Linked DNA regions of Capsicum annuum: region 2 is linked to region 1. The links are chromatin contacts, called in public Hi-C maps. All regions are on one chromosome and are shown on one strand. The core of a region is the stretch at or near the end of the contact, and the rest is flanking DNA. Distances in the headings are between cores, read along the strand shown.

Region 1 (6,677 bases), core at 2,492-4,991:
TTGTTGTAGTTCCTTATGTGATTCAGGTGTTGTATTATGAGCAGATGTTTGCATTTATATTGAAGTTAAACAACAAAGTAAGGATTTTAAATTCTTTTTTGTTAAAAAGAAATTCGTGTATGTTTTATTTAGGTTTATTTTTTTTTTTTTTGTTTAAGATTATTTATTCTATGAAGTGAATGATTTATGCTTCTTTTATTATTTTTTTTAGTTGTAGTAGTCCTTTTGTAGGCTTTATATAACCGGTTTGCCTATTGGAAGAATATAATTGATGCTCAACAAACTTGATTCGATTGTATGTCTAGATTGGTGGATGCTTTGATTTTCTAACCCTCAACTTCTTCACTGTTTTTGTCAGCATAATAGAATTCAACTTGAATATATATATATATCTTCTTTGTTTTCATTCAAAATCATTCTTTAGGGTTAAAATTTTCAATCAAACAAAAATTAATTGGATCAAAATCGAAGCTTTGTGATCAATATTATATTTTTTTATATTTTACAGGTCGTAGATTAATGTCGGTTGATTTTGAAGAATTTCTTGTGTAAAAGGTTAGGTTTAATTGTATTGTTTTGATATTTTTATTATATTATTATTTTATTTTAATTTACAGATGCTAGATGAATGTGGGTCAGCTTTGAAATTTTTTTAAGTAAATGTTAGGTTTAATTGGATTATAGTAATATCTTTTATTTTGTGGTAGTTTACAGTTCGTAGATGAATCTCGATCGGCTTTGAGAAATTTCTGTGTGTAAAATTTAAATTTAATTGTATTATTTTGATATCACTTTTATCGTATTATTTTGTTGCAGTTTACAGGTGATAGATAAATGTTGGTCGTCTTTGAGAAATTTTTTTATGTAAAGGTTCGGTTTAGTTGTATTATTATGATATCTCTATTATCATATTATTTTGTTATTGTTTACAGGTGATAGATGAGTGTCAGATGACTTTGAGGAAAATTTTGTGTGTAAAGATTAGATTTAATTGATTATTTTGATGTCTCGATCATTGTATTGTTTTGTTGCAATTTATAGATGGTAGATAAATGTCGATCGACTTTTAAAAATATTTTTTGTAAAGGTTAGATTTAATAAATAAATTCTTCATCTTTACATACTCAAAAGATATTGAATTTAATTATTATATTCATTTTTATTATTTAAACAAATATCTTATTTAGTATAATGTTTGAACTCATTAAAGTGAGGTACACGCGCAAAGCGAGTACACCTAAACTAGTGTGTGTGTATATATATATATCCAATAGACAATAGTATTAGACATCCCAAAGAATCTTTTGGACCTTGATAATATATTCGTAAAAAGCAACAAAAAAATACTAAATAGATTTTTTATTAAATATACTCTTTGAAGTTTAAACGTGCATTTGTACATGTCCAACTTTAATATGGTATTACCAAATACCGTACCGAACAGAAATTTAATTTACCGATTACCGAACCGATGTTTATAAGTATGATATGTGGTATCTATGTTCAAATACCGATTACCGAATTTTCGAATCCAAATTTTGAAAATACCAAACCGAATATCGAATGCCCACCCCTAGTTTTAAAGGATATTTTAACAAAAAAAATCTTTTTAACTTTTTTAGCTAATATAAAAGTTGAAAATAGTTTTTTTCTTCTTTAGCTCCTTTTATCAGTTAGAATAGAATTACCTTATATACTTTTTAAACTGATGATAACACGGGTCATGTAGATAAGATTATGACAACCTCTTTATTAATTTTCATTTAAATAACATTTTAAAAATGCCTAATAAAATACAAAATATTTTTCATTTCTTCATCTTTTCCGAATTGAAGTAGGATAAATATTTGCTAATATATTCCTTGATTTTAAAGTTAATGTAAAAAAATGATCAATAATAATTTTATCGATGAAATTTTAAAGATATTTTATGATTTGAAGTGATGTATAAATTTTCGTGCTTTATGGCAGAATGATTGTTGTATCTTAACTTTATAATCAAGGATTATATTAGTAAATGTTTATCCTTCTTCAATTTGGAAAATGGTAAGAAATAAAACATTTTCTATTTTATTAGGAAAAATAATTTTAAGAATTAATGAGGGATTACTATTATCTTAGATATATGAAAATTAATAATGGGTTGCAATATTTTTATTAGAAAAATAATGTATTTAAAAAGAAAGGTTTAGTGGTTTAATTAAATTAAATTGAACATCTTATGTATGAGGTTCAATTCGAAATTGATCAATGTGCCGCTAATAATAGGGGCAATTTTAGACCGAACTTTAAACGCAATACATTTTTGTTATATTTCATATTAGTTTAAAGACATTTTGACCCTTTTCCATTATAAAGACATTTTGACCCTTGTCAATTATAAAGAGATCTTCTCCATAATAAACAAAAGGCCTAACCAGTCGTCAGACCCCTTAAGTACGCGCGATCTTTCACTTAGACACCTCAAGTAAACGTTGCTCACTTTTAGCATCTCAAGTAACTATAAAGTGTGTCATTTTGGCACCTTTTGTTGAGTTAACAAAATAATACTATGTGTGTGTGTTACACACGTTGATGAGCTGAAAAATGACGAATAAAATGTAGACATGTGTCATTTTTATCCAAATAATTTATAAATAATTAATTTAAATAAAAAAATATCCCCTCCCCCTCCCCTAACCTACCCACCCCACTAGTCTTCTTCTTCAAACACCCCACTCACCCCACCATTCTTCTTCTTCAAACATCCCTCCCCCCACCCACCACCCCTCCCCCATCCCACCCCCTCCCCCATCAATTTTTTCATCAAATAGCCCACTCATCCTGTCAGTCTTCTTCCCCTCTTTATCTTTTTCAAAGGGGGACCCCCCACCCCCCACCCCCCACCCGCACCCGCACCTTAGTCATCTTTAATTTTTTTTCATCGATTTTGATTCGAATTTTTTTTTCAGATTTGCTTCATCTATTTTTCTTCAATTTTTAGTTTTTTTAATTGATTTTGTTTGATTTCAATTTTCTTCACGAATTTAGCTTTATTTTTTAATTTTTCATCGATTTTCAATTTTTCTTCACTGATTTTTCTTGATTTTTATACTTCGATTTTAATTTTTTTTATTGATTTTGTTTTATTTCAATTTTTCTTCACTGATTTAGCTTTATTTTTCAATTTTTCTTCATCTATTTTGTTTGATTTTTAATTTTTCTTCGTTGATGTTGCTTATTTTTTATTTTTCTTCATCAATTTTGCCCTTAATGATTAAAAAAAAGGTACTTATTATTTAATCTTCACGAACCTTTAAATGCGTATATAAATTTCACTCAATAATTCTTATCGTTAAATAAATTAAGATTGATAAAAATAACGGATAAAAATGTGAGAGAAGTATAAATTAATGGGTGTTGAGTTAATATATTATTTTTGGCAAGACGAACTTCTAAATGTGTATTGAATTTTAAAATTTTTTTCAATAATTTTCATCATTAAATAAACTTAAGATTGACAAAAATAATGGATAGAAATAAGAAAAAAAAGTATAAATTAATGAAAATAAGTTAATATACTTTTGGTGGGCCAAATTGGGCGCCATATTAGTCAAAAAAGGGTTTTCACGCGCTTTTATGGAGGTGTAATATACGCATCTTGCCATCTCAGCAAAAGATGTTAAAATGATACACTTTATGACTACTTGAAGTGGCAAAAGTGAGGGACGTCTAAGATGACGCGTGCTCAAGGGCCTGGCGATGGATTTTGCCTAAACAAAATGTTGTGCTTAACCAGTGGTACATCAAGCTTCAAGGACAGTTCCCAGGAAACCAAATTTTTGGAAAAGCAGCAGCAGCAAAGAAGAATTTCTCTTCTTCTACTCGACATTGTTGGTTATTTCCATTTCGTGCAGAGTTGGCACGGACTTTTCAAAAACACACACATATATATATATACACAATACTATGTATGCGAAAATTCAAACATTCACCGTTGCTCGAAACGTAGTGCGCTGTGGCGGTAAAGCAATCTCAAAATCATTTTCATCAAGGAACATGACCACCTCCGGCGCCGCAACGGCAGAACATCAGAATCTACTCAGCGTCGGCAGTAAGATCATTGCCGTCGGTCGTAACTACGCCGCTCACGCCAAAGAACTCGGCAACGCCGTGCCTAAGGTTATTCTCCCTCTCTGACTCGTCGTTGATTGATATTTCTTACCGAATGTCTGGGTGATCTGTAAGTGTAGTGTGATTTAACTTACGAAGGAGCCAGTGGTTCATGAATCTGACTATCTGACGACATTGTATTTGATGAACATGTCTGTAACTGATGCTTTAAGGGTTGTTTGGTACAAGGGGTAAGGGATAATAATCCTGGGATAAAATGTAGGATTACTTTATCCTGCATCTGGTTTTAGTCCCGGGATTAGTTATTCCGCCATTTGCACTATCAATGGTGAGATAAATTATCCCATATATATCTAATCCCATGAGATATCCGGTACATGGGATAACTTTGTCTATCCATCCCCCATACAAACAACCTCTAGGCTCTAAGGTGATATTCTATGTTTTTAAAAAGTGTAATGTTGATTTAATTTTGAAGGAGCCGGTGTTGTTTATGAAGCCCACATCATCGTATTTAGAGAATGGAGGGACAATCGAAGTTCCTCATCCATTGGAATCACTGGATCACGAGGTGGAGTTGGCAGTTGTCATCAACCAAAGAGCTAGGGATGTACCTGAAGCCACTGCTATGGACTATGTTGGAGGTATTATTTTAGCATTTGATGCAACATACCATACATTTCCCAAATTTGGCAAGCCTTGTTTGCTCGATTTTGTATTTTGATTATTAAGGTTGATAACTTGAATGGAATTTGACTTTATTTTGCAAGTCTAGCTCTCTAATCTTGTTTGATATAATGCATATCTAATTGTTATTGTAGCTAATAAAAGGAAGAAAGTGCCTCTATTGTTTGTTGATCTGTGCAATTTTTGACATCCAATGCATTATTAGGCTACAATATGATGTTGATCTGCTATCATGGTTCTCATTTTCTCTTTTCAATGGTCTCTACTCTCTAAACTATTAAAGCATTACACATTGGAGGAAGTTACTACTGTGAGCTTTCTTTTGACTTGCATTTTAATTTATAAAGAAAATACTTGAGAATTAGAGTGCTTCCGCCAATGAAAATGACGTTAATTCTTCTGATGCTAAGTTTTTGTTTCGGGGGTGTACTGAATTGGTGTTACTGAATGATGTGTTTGTCTTCTCTTGGTAGATATCAGCATAAATTCTTTACCAATCCCAAAGATAAAAGAAAGCTCTAGGGATATTGACTTGCCTCTTGGTTGGAGATCTTTGACAAGCCTTTAATTAGTGCTCAGATAAAATGTTGCGCCCCTGACCTATCAATTGCACTACTCAGTGTAGCTTTTTCACTATTCACTGGTTTGAGGTTATAAATAGATGGCGTGCATGATATTGGGTGTATAAAGGTTCTTATTACCCTGAAAATCTAAAGAAAAGGAATCCTCCTTTTTAGTGGTGATCTCCATTTCATCTCTTGCCATATCACCTATTGGTGAAAGGCCCCCACAGTGAACCAGTTTAAACCTCTATCATAGATCTACTACTGTTAATATTATAATGTAATAGTACACCGCAGTCAACCTCCTTTCTTAACCCTTGTTTCATTACATCAGTTCCTACCACCTCCTTGACATTATTCTTTGATCAGTCTCATAGTTCTTTGTAAGCTGAAGACCCAGAAGGCTCTTGTGTGGAGTTGAGTTAAGTCAGTGAACAAGCTGTTTCTTTTTTCCATGCTTTGTCCCACACTCTTAAAATTAGAGTATATAGTTAGGAGCTTGGATTTTTAGAAAGAATCGCTGAAATGGAGATCTGGAAAGGGAAGGAAGCGCTGAAGTCACAGTTGAGTTGTGAATTTTACTTTGTGAAGCAAATATTGTGTATGGAAGATCATTTCAGTCATACAGGATGATTCTATGACCTGTACAGGTACAAGCGTATAGTCTGTACAGGGACGACCGATTGACCTGTACAGGGGACAAGCTCATTTCCTATTTGAGGAAGTAACGTGTCTAAGTGGCACTGTGGACGATTAGGAACGATTGTTCCACCATGTTATTGGTCTTACAAGAAACTAGATATGAACATCGAGTCATTAGGGCGAGGACATTAAGGGCTGCCCAAGTAAAGCCCATGAAAGGCAAGTGCTGTTCTTGAATACTACAACTACAGGCTACAATAAATGATTTTCGATGCTCAAGTTGCACGAGTTAGATTGTTGGGCAACAAGGCTTTGATTGAAATTGATTAGAAGTAATAATCTGGATTCAATTCGGTTTGCTTGCTTATTTTCCTGTTCCTTCTTTGTTGGAGAATTTTCACATTCCACCCAGTGCCACAGAACGTTGCAGAGCATTGGCTGCTTTTTGAGAGTTTTATCTATGTTTGAGCACAAAATCAAGTTGAGGCTTGCCCAGACATTGCGATCGTTGCGAACATCAGCCAATCTGTGTGGGTAGCTATCAGCCACTTCTTGGGCAATAGATTTAAGACCTCCATAAATACCACCTTTACAATTTTGGGTTGCTGTTCCTTGGCTTAGGTCCTATTCAAGTAGCTTATTTAGCTATGTCCGTTGATTTTATGGGATACC
Region 2 (6,893 bases), core at 196-2,695, 46 kb before region 1:
AATTATTTGAAAAAAGCCGCAAAACAATATCTGTCCAGCCAAACATTTGTATCTATCTTATATTGATTTTTTTAATTTTATTGAGGATATGCATGGATCTGCAGATTCTCAAGTTTTTCTGATGTTCTATTGCTTTGGTGCAGGCAAAGTTAATATATCTCTTTCAGGACCTGTGAAATTCAGTCCAAAAGTACCAAAGCTGACAAAGAATGAGATCACTGTTCAACTCATGGATTCATATTCTAATCCAGTCTCCTTACAGCAGTCAAGGTTAAAGTTGGAGATTGGTTCAGTTAACAGATCGGTTTTTTTAATTGGGAATTTTAGTGATAATAAGGATGGCACGTATAGTGGAAACTACCAGGCAACGGATGTTGGCACCTATGAGTTATGTGCCTCTTTTGATGGAATGCATTTCACGCCATGCCCCTTTGGTGTGAATGTATACACTAGTGAGTTTTTTTCTGAAACTGAAAATGAAATTCTTAGATGGAATGGTAAGATAAAATGAATCTTGTTATAATGTGGAGCTCTGCTACCTTAATCATTCAACTACATGGCCATTAAATTGGTAATTTCTTGCTTGTCACGACCTGACTTCATCTGACACAAGGCTTTCTTCTGCCCTTCAGGTGAGTATTTCCCTAGAGTACAGAATGATTCGGTCTGGGTCTGGGAGGATGATTCAATTGCTTTTGATGCACTAGAAAATGACTATTTTGCTGGCCATAACATCACAATTGTTGAATTTTCAAAGGTTGGTGTACTGTCATTACACAACTGAAAGAATATATATATATACCATAGGTGTATAAAAAAATGCGTCTAGGCATTTTTTCTTGTACAGGTTATCATATAGTCCATCTACAGCTGATCAAGTTTTTTCGTAACACAATTTAGACTGTGTGTTTATTTTTTCCTTTCCTTTTTTGGTTGTCTTCGTGAAAAGTTGTACTCAATTGAATTTCTGTGAACAGCCAGGTCATGGTTCAATTCTTCAATATGGGCATCTCTTTAGATATACGCCCTTCAAAGGATTCAATGGGAGGGATTCTTTCTCTTATACAATATGTGACGTGAATGGAAACATTGCCTCTGGTGGTGTGGATATATCTGTGCTAAGCATCCCTCCTCAGGTCGTTTCAGTACCAAGTCAATTGTTGGCAACTGAAGATGTTATTAGTCCGAGATTTGGGTAAAGTTCTAGTCAAGATTTCATGTTGCTTTGGCATCTAAGAGTTTGTAATCTGATCTGCTAACTGGATGCAGTGGTTTCTCTGGACTTGAGATTATGTATTCAGATTCAACTGAAAATATCAGCATTACATTTAGTGCACAATCTGGGATTGTTTTTCTGTCTCCTATGCTGATGCAATTCTGGAAGCCAGCCTGGAGTATTTCTTCTACGTCCAAGGAGGTTGGAAATACTACCGAATTAACATTAACTGGTTGTGTTGAAGAAATCAATTTTGCCATACAGTCGCTGCAGTATTTTGGGTATGACTATTTGCACCTAAATTCTCACCATTTATTTTTGAGATAAATTTGTTTCTCTTCGGAAGTTAGTAAGCTGGTTATTATTTGCTTCTAAGTGTGTCCATTTCTAGATGGGAAGTCATCCTTGTGTATGCATAGAAGGGAATCTTTATTCCACCAACACTATTCCAAAAATCACTCCCCAATTAAATCTCCTTTCAAAATAATACCCCAAATTACACTTCCAGTCACCTATCAGGTCAACAAAAAAAAGTACTATAATATGTTATATATAGCACTTCATTCTTTTTTCACAGTTCCCCTAACTTAGGCGCCCACTCCACATGATCTAATCCCTCATGATTCATGGAACCCTTCTCCCGATTTTAGGTCTTCTTTACCTCATATTGTTCATGTGTTGCTCTTTTTGTTTTTGTTTTTTACATGTCTTTCGCTGAAAGTTTCTGGAACTAAACTCTAATCGCAAATAACATCAGTTCTTCCAAAATTTGAGTGAGAACTTAAGCACATTTATAATTGGAGTGTTCAAAACCACAATGAAAGTGTAGAGTTAATATCTCAAAAGGTCATTGAACTATGAGAAATTATGTAGCAATGTCGTTGAACTTAGCTCTTTGTCAATATAGACATTCAACTTAAGACTTTATTTTCTAATATCACTCAATTGCATTTATCATTAAAAAAAGATGATATTTGAAAATAAATACTCCCTCGTATGTGTCATAGTTTGACTGGACTTGATGCTTTTTATTAAATTGTGCTTTATTAAAATAATGTATTATTCTTATTTTTAATTAAGTGGGGTTTTATAAGTGGAATCAATAAGGATAAAGATAGAATTGTATGTTTAAATAGTTACTAAATAAGGAAAAGTGACATTTTTTTGGGGACGAATAAAAAAAAAATGATGGCACATAAAATAGGACGGGGGAGTATGTTTTTACGCCATATAAACATGAACCGGTGTCAAAGAATATAGTCCTTATTATTTTTTACCCGATCCACCCTCATATTGAGTTTCATTGAAGATGAAAACTCTATTTCTCACTAAGCTTAATCTCCCGCTTATGTGTCAGTGCACCTATGTGAAGTTTCTCAAATAACAGTACTGATGATGTACAATTCTCAAGAATGTCATCACTTAATTAGCAAGGTCAAGTTTCCAGAAAGAAATAAAACGCTACGGTGTACCTCAGATAAATAGAATAGATATTAAAAGATCTCAAATCACATTTTAAGACAAAGAATGACTACTTTTAGGAGAAATTAAGTCATAAACATGAGCAAAGACAAGTTTATTTAGCTAATGTCCATTTTAGGCCACAGGCAGAAATCAAAAAAAAGGAGAAGAGTGGACATTAAGCTTAATGACAGGGAAATATGGTTTTAGTTGTAGATGAAATCCAATTTGTGGGTGGATCAGGTATTAACAATATTAAGCTGGAGATTCTTTAATGTGGGGTTCATGTTTACATGGAATAAAAATAATTCTTTTTGCCATGTTATTTTTTTTATGATAGATGTACTTGAGTGATTTTAGAAGATCAAAACCTTAAGTTGAGTGATTTTAGAAAATAAAGGTGGGAATAAACTGGGTTTGTTGTTGATGTTGTTGAAAAGCATTAAGTTGAGGATCATAGAGAGTAAAAATCTTAAATTGAGTGATTTATTGATTTAAAGTAAAGTTCGATGACTTTACTAGATAATTTCTCGTAGTTCATTGAACTTTTGAGATATTCACTTTGAAAGTGTATGCTTATTGCACAAATAATGTTAGAATTGCGTGTGTGTGGTAAAGAATGTGTGGTAGGCTCTTAGCAGAAGATATCGAAAGAACAAGTAAACAGTTCAGAAGAATGATGGGTCAAAATAAACATATTAGTTTAGGAATTAATATTATGATCAAAGCTAGATTGGAATATCATATTTTAGTAAAAATGATTTTTTTTCTCTTAATAGCACTATATTCACAAAGCAACATGGTAGGTGAAAATAAAAGTGTATGTTTGGGAATTGCTATATTTTGAAGGTGTTACTTTGAGATTAGCTTTTGATAGAGCACCAGTTCAGAAGAAAATAATGTTGTGCTAGCCTTTCATTGCTAATGAATCAGTTACTGATAGAGCTGGAATATTCTTTTGCTAACATGAACATAGACGTCTAGTATCTGCTGAGTATGACTAATAACTTTTCAGTAGGATTAAATGTGTTATGTTAGCAAGTCTCTTATGTTTCTTTGAATCAGAAATGAAGACTTCTACGGCACTGATACAATTCAAGTCTCTACGATGAACAAAAATGGGAAGAACAGTTTAGATATTCCTATATTGGTGGAAGCTATCAATGATCCTCCACTAATTAATCTCCCTCCTTTTGTTATTATGGATCAAGGAAGTGAGGACGGATTCATTTTTACTAGAGACGGGAATAAGTCCGTTGTTTTTGTTGGAGATCCAGATCTACTGCATTATCCTGGTACGTGAGTTTGATGATGCATTCGACCCAAAGTGGATGTTAATTTATGAGTACTACAATAATTGGAGATATTCCAATCACCTATTTGGATTGGTTAATAATTTGTAAAATAAATGGATATTGAAGGTTTTGAGTCGCTCTTATTTGTGCTGATAAGTTATAGGTAAGAATTTTGGATATCACCTAGAGATTTGCAATTTATTTAATCGAAATCGATAGCTGATCCTTTTTCATCAAGATCTTCTCCAACATTATAGAAGAAAAAAAGACTACCTGCTTCTCTGGTCAAAACATTCTATATCTGGCATTGTGGTGCTCTGCCAAAAATGGCTCTATTATGCAAGTCTTACTGAAACCTCTGTCGTTTATAATTGCTGACGCTTTTGCAATATGAGGGATACAATGCTTAAATATCTGAAACATAGTTGTGTGCCTCCTTCAAATCTTACAGATTTTGATATTTAAGTTTATTTTCAGGGAATGCGTCCCGTTTCTTGGTTATGTTCTCCATGGAAGTCACCTCTGGCTTCCTTTCAACAAAGCTTCCTGCTAACCTCATTAGTACGACCGAATTAAAATTGAGAACCAGCTACCAGTGGCAGCCTCTTCAGACATATGTAACCATCTCAGAACATTTTATGGTCAAAGCCAAAGGCATTAGGTTTCGGGGTACACTAGAAGACTGCAACAGTGTCTTGGAGCAATTGTTATATCATGTTTGTTCTACACATTCTAAGTCACTCCTATCATTTTCGGCTGGTTCTGTGCCTAATATCTTCCTTTGCTATATTATTGATGTATTATTTCCTCATAATGTGGTAGTATCGTTTACCTAGTCTACAATAAGTGCATCAAGTACAAATTTAGAATCTAATCATATCATAGGCTTACTGTCCATTTCATAAGACTGTAGGTAATCAGTACAAAGTTGGAGAGCATTAAGATTAGTTCTGATAATGATTTCATTGCCCGATGAGATCACTTTTGGGTTCCTCTGACACTCTTTCAAATGTAGCCAAGTACGTTGTTCCCTGAACCTCCTCTCCAAACTAGTCTAATGAACTGAAGAACCACAACAAAAATCAAGAAATAGTATTGAAAGATGTGAAAGACAATACTAGTAATTCAAGCAATATGGTTTTGCTTTCACTTCTCATTCACCTTTCATATTTTTCTGTTGCTTTTCCAGTTTATTTCGTTTTTGTGTTCCACTATGCCAGTGAAATACGAGGAATCAGGAGGTTAGCTAATGGTATATGTGTCACTATTTTAGAAGTTTCCCAGGTAATGTCAAAGGAAGTGTCATGAGACATCAAGAGTGATCTAAGAGAGTCAGAAATGATTTTCTGCATGCAAGCCTTATAGAGTATTCCCTTTTCTCCCTTTGATATGACTTCTTTTATGGGCTAGTTAAAGACTGTGTGAACATAATAGGGGCTTATATGCATATTTTGTATTTATATTGTATGCCATCTACTGAAAAACCTTTGAGATGTTAAGAGTTATATTCGTAAATGTATTTGTTATCACTTCTTTAATTATATTGGAGAACTGACAGATTCATTCTTTATCATATCTGTTGCGATCAATGTTTCCTTTTCATGTTTCGATTTGCTTAACTACATGAGTTGCTTTGCAGGGTGATGAACATCGTGTTTTTCTTATTGTGACAGTGAATGATATGGGGAACTACGGGTGCTACCCAGACTGCACTGATTTGATGTCAATGCCTCATTTTGTAGAGGCTTCTGTTAGTCTCATGAGAGAAAGACCTCTGAGTTCATTTTTTGTACATGGTAAGTTATGCATCAGAAAAGTGCAAAATTTGTTGTTAAGAAGCAGCTTCTTCACTTTTCTTTTCCAAACTTTGTGGTGCATGCCTGTTACCACAGCTGCCCACTTTTTAAATTCTTACCTTACCTAATGACAAACTTCTTTTTTGCCTGCCAAATACTTCAGCTTTTTGGTTCCAAATGCCTTGCTTTTGGTAAATCCATAACTGGAAATGGTTATTTCTTCTACCTCCCACAGATCTTGGGTAAGATTGTGATTTGTTAAAACACGCAGTTATAGGCCTCCCATACGACCGTCAAATAAATTATTTTTCATATATTATTATTGGTTCATACAAATTGCAATTGAGGAAAAGGGAGATGCATGATAACTTTTTGAAGTTTCATTCGGGATAAGTGAAGCATTGACATACTTATTATGGTATTAAATATCAGGATGATAATAATACATACTTCTGATTTGCAGCTTTTGGATCGGCAATTATTGTTGAATTTATTCTGGTGCTTTCGCTTGGTGTGATACTTCTATGCTTCATATGCAAATGTGCATTTGTTCTCATTAATGAGAAAAGGAGGCAGACACCCCAGGATTCTGAGCTCTCCAATGCCCAACATTCCCACGAAGGAAAAGTAAGTATGCGATTAAATCAAGAACTTTTGTTGTTCTTCACAAGCCAGAGGCCCAGAATTTTATTTTTCCTGGCCTCTGCGGTTGATGTTTTTCCTTAATGTGACAACGTCTATTATTCTTTTGTTGCATACCATACTCTACTCGATTGGTAAAACTTGAATAAGATCGTTTATAATATGTTTTTTTGTGTACTGTACAGTTAATCGAGTGTTTATCTGATAAGATGACTCGTCTGAGAGGATGCTGTTCAAATTCCGTCATGTCTAATCTCCAGCTCTCCAAATTCCATATGCGGTAGGTTTCTAGTAATAAAATGGCTCTTGTTTGTCTTTTTTGAAAAGCTGGAATCGAAAGTCCTTTCTACTGTAGAAAGATGCACCATTTTGTAAGCTTTTGAATCTTGTGATCTGTAAACAAGTTCAATGCTATACGGACTGAATTCAGCTGAGGGTTGTGGTGATGTGGTGGAAGCTAAAGAAGATTAAGAATACTTAGTA

Evidence for each region. Hi-C and Micro-C count contacts between places; a contact is called where the count stands out from the background.
Region 2: a Hi-C map of leaf shows a contact between it and region 1, with 1.7 times the contacts expected there. The contact joins the enhancer-like site here to the promoter of LOC107879874 in region 1. A contact is called at or near these places in 4 of 5 Hi-C or Micro-C datasets (bud, leaf and placenta).

Annotation. Positions count from the first base shown.
Region 1 is chr1:137,661,640-137,668,316 of UCD10Xv1.1, reverse strand. It overlaps LOC107879874 (probable acylpyruvase FAHD1, mitochondrial), which reads left to right and starts at 3,741. Exons shown (of 7, transcript XM_016726808.2): 1 at 3,741-4,161; 2 at 4,592-4,757. The coding sequence starts at 3,949.
Region 2 is chr1:137,704,818-137,711,710 of UCD10Xv1.1, reverse strand. LOC107879851 (protein GAMETE EXPRESSED 2) reads left to right here. Exons shown (of 17, transcript XM_047407607.1): 8 at 144-452; 9 at 633-757; 10 at 978-1,195; 11 at 1,270-1,497; 12 at 3,743-3,972; 13 at 4,450-4,688; 14 at 5,612-5,768; 15 at 6,232-6,395; 16 at 6,596-6,690. Among protein-coding and RNA genes, the nearest start is that of LOC107879851, 7.1 kb to the left of the region's middle. Within about 2 kb of position 1,445, at least 2 of the 5 cell types and tissues checked have an H3K27ac peak or open chromatin away from gene starts, as enhancers often do. A contact at or near this core is called in bud and leaf, where this site is marked.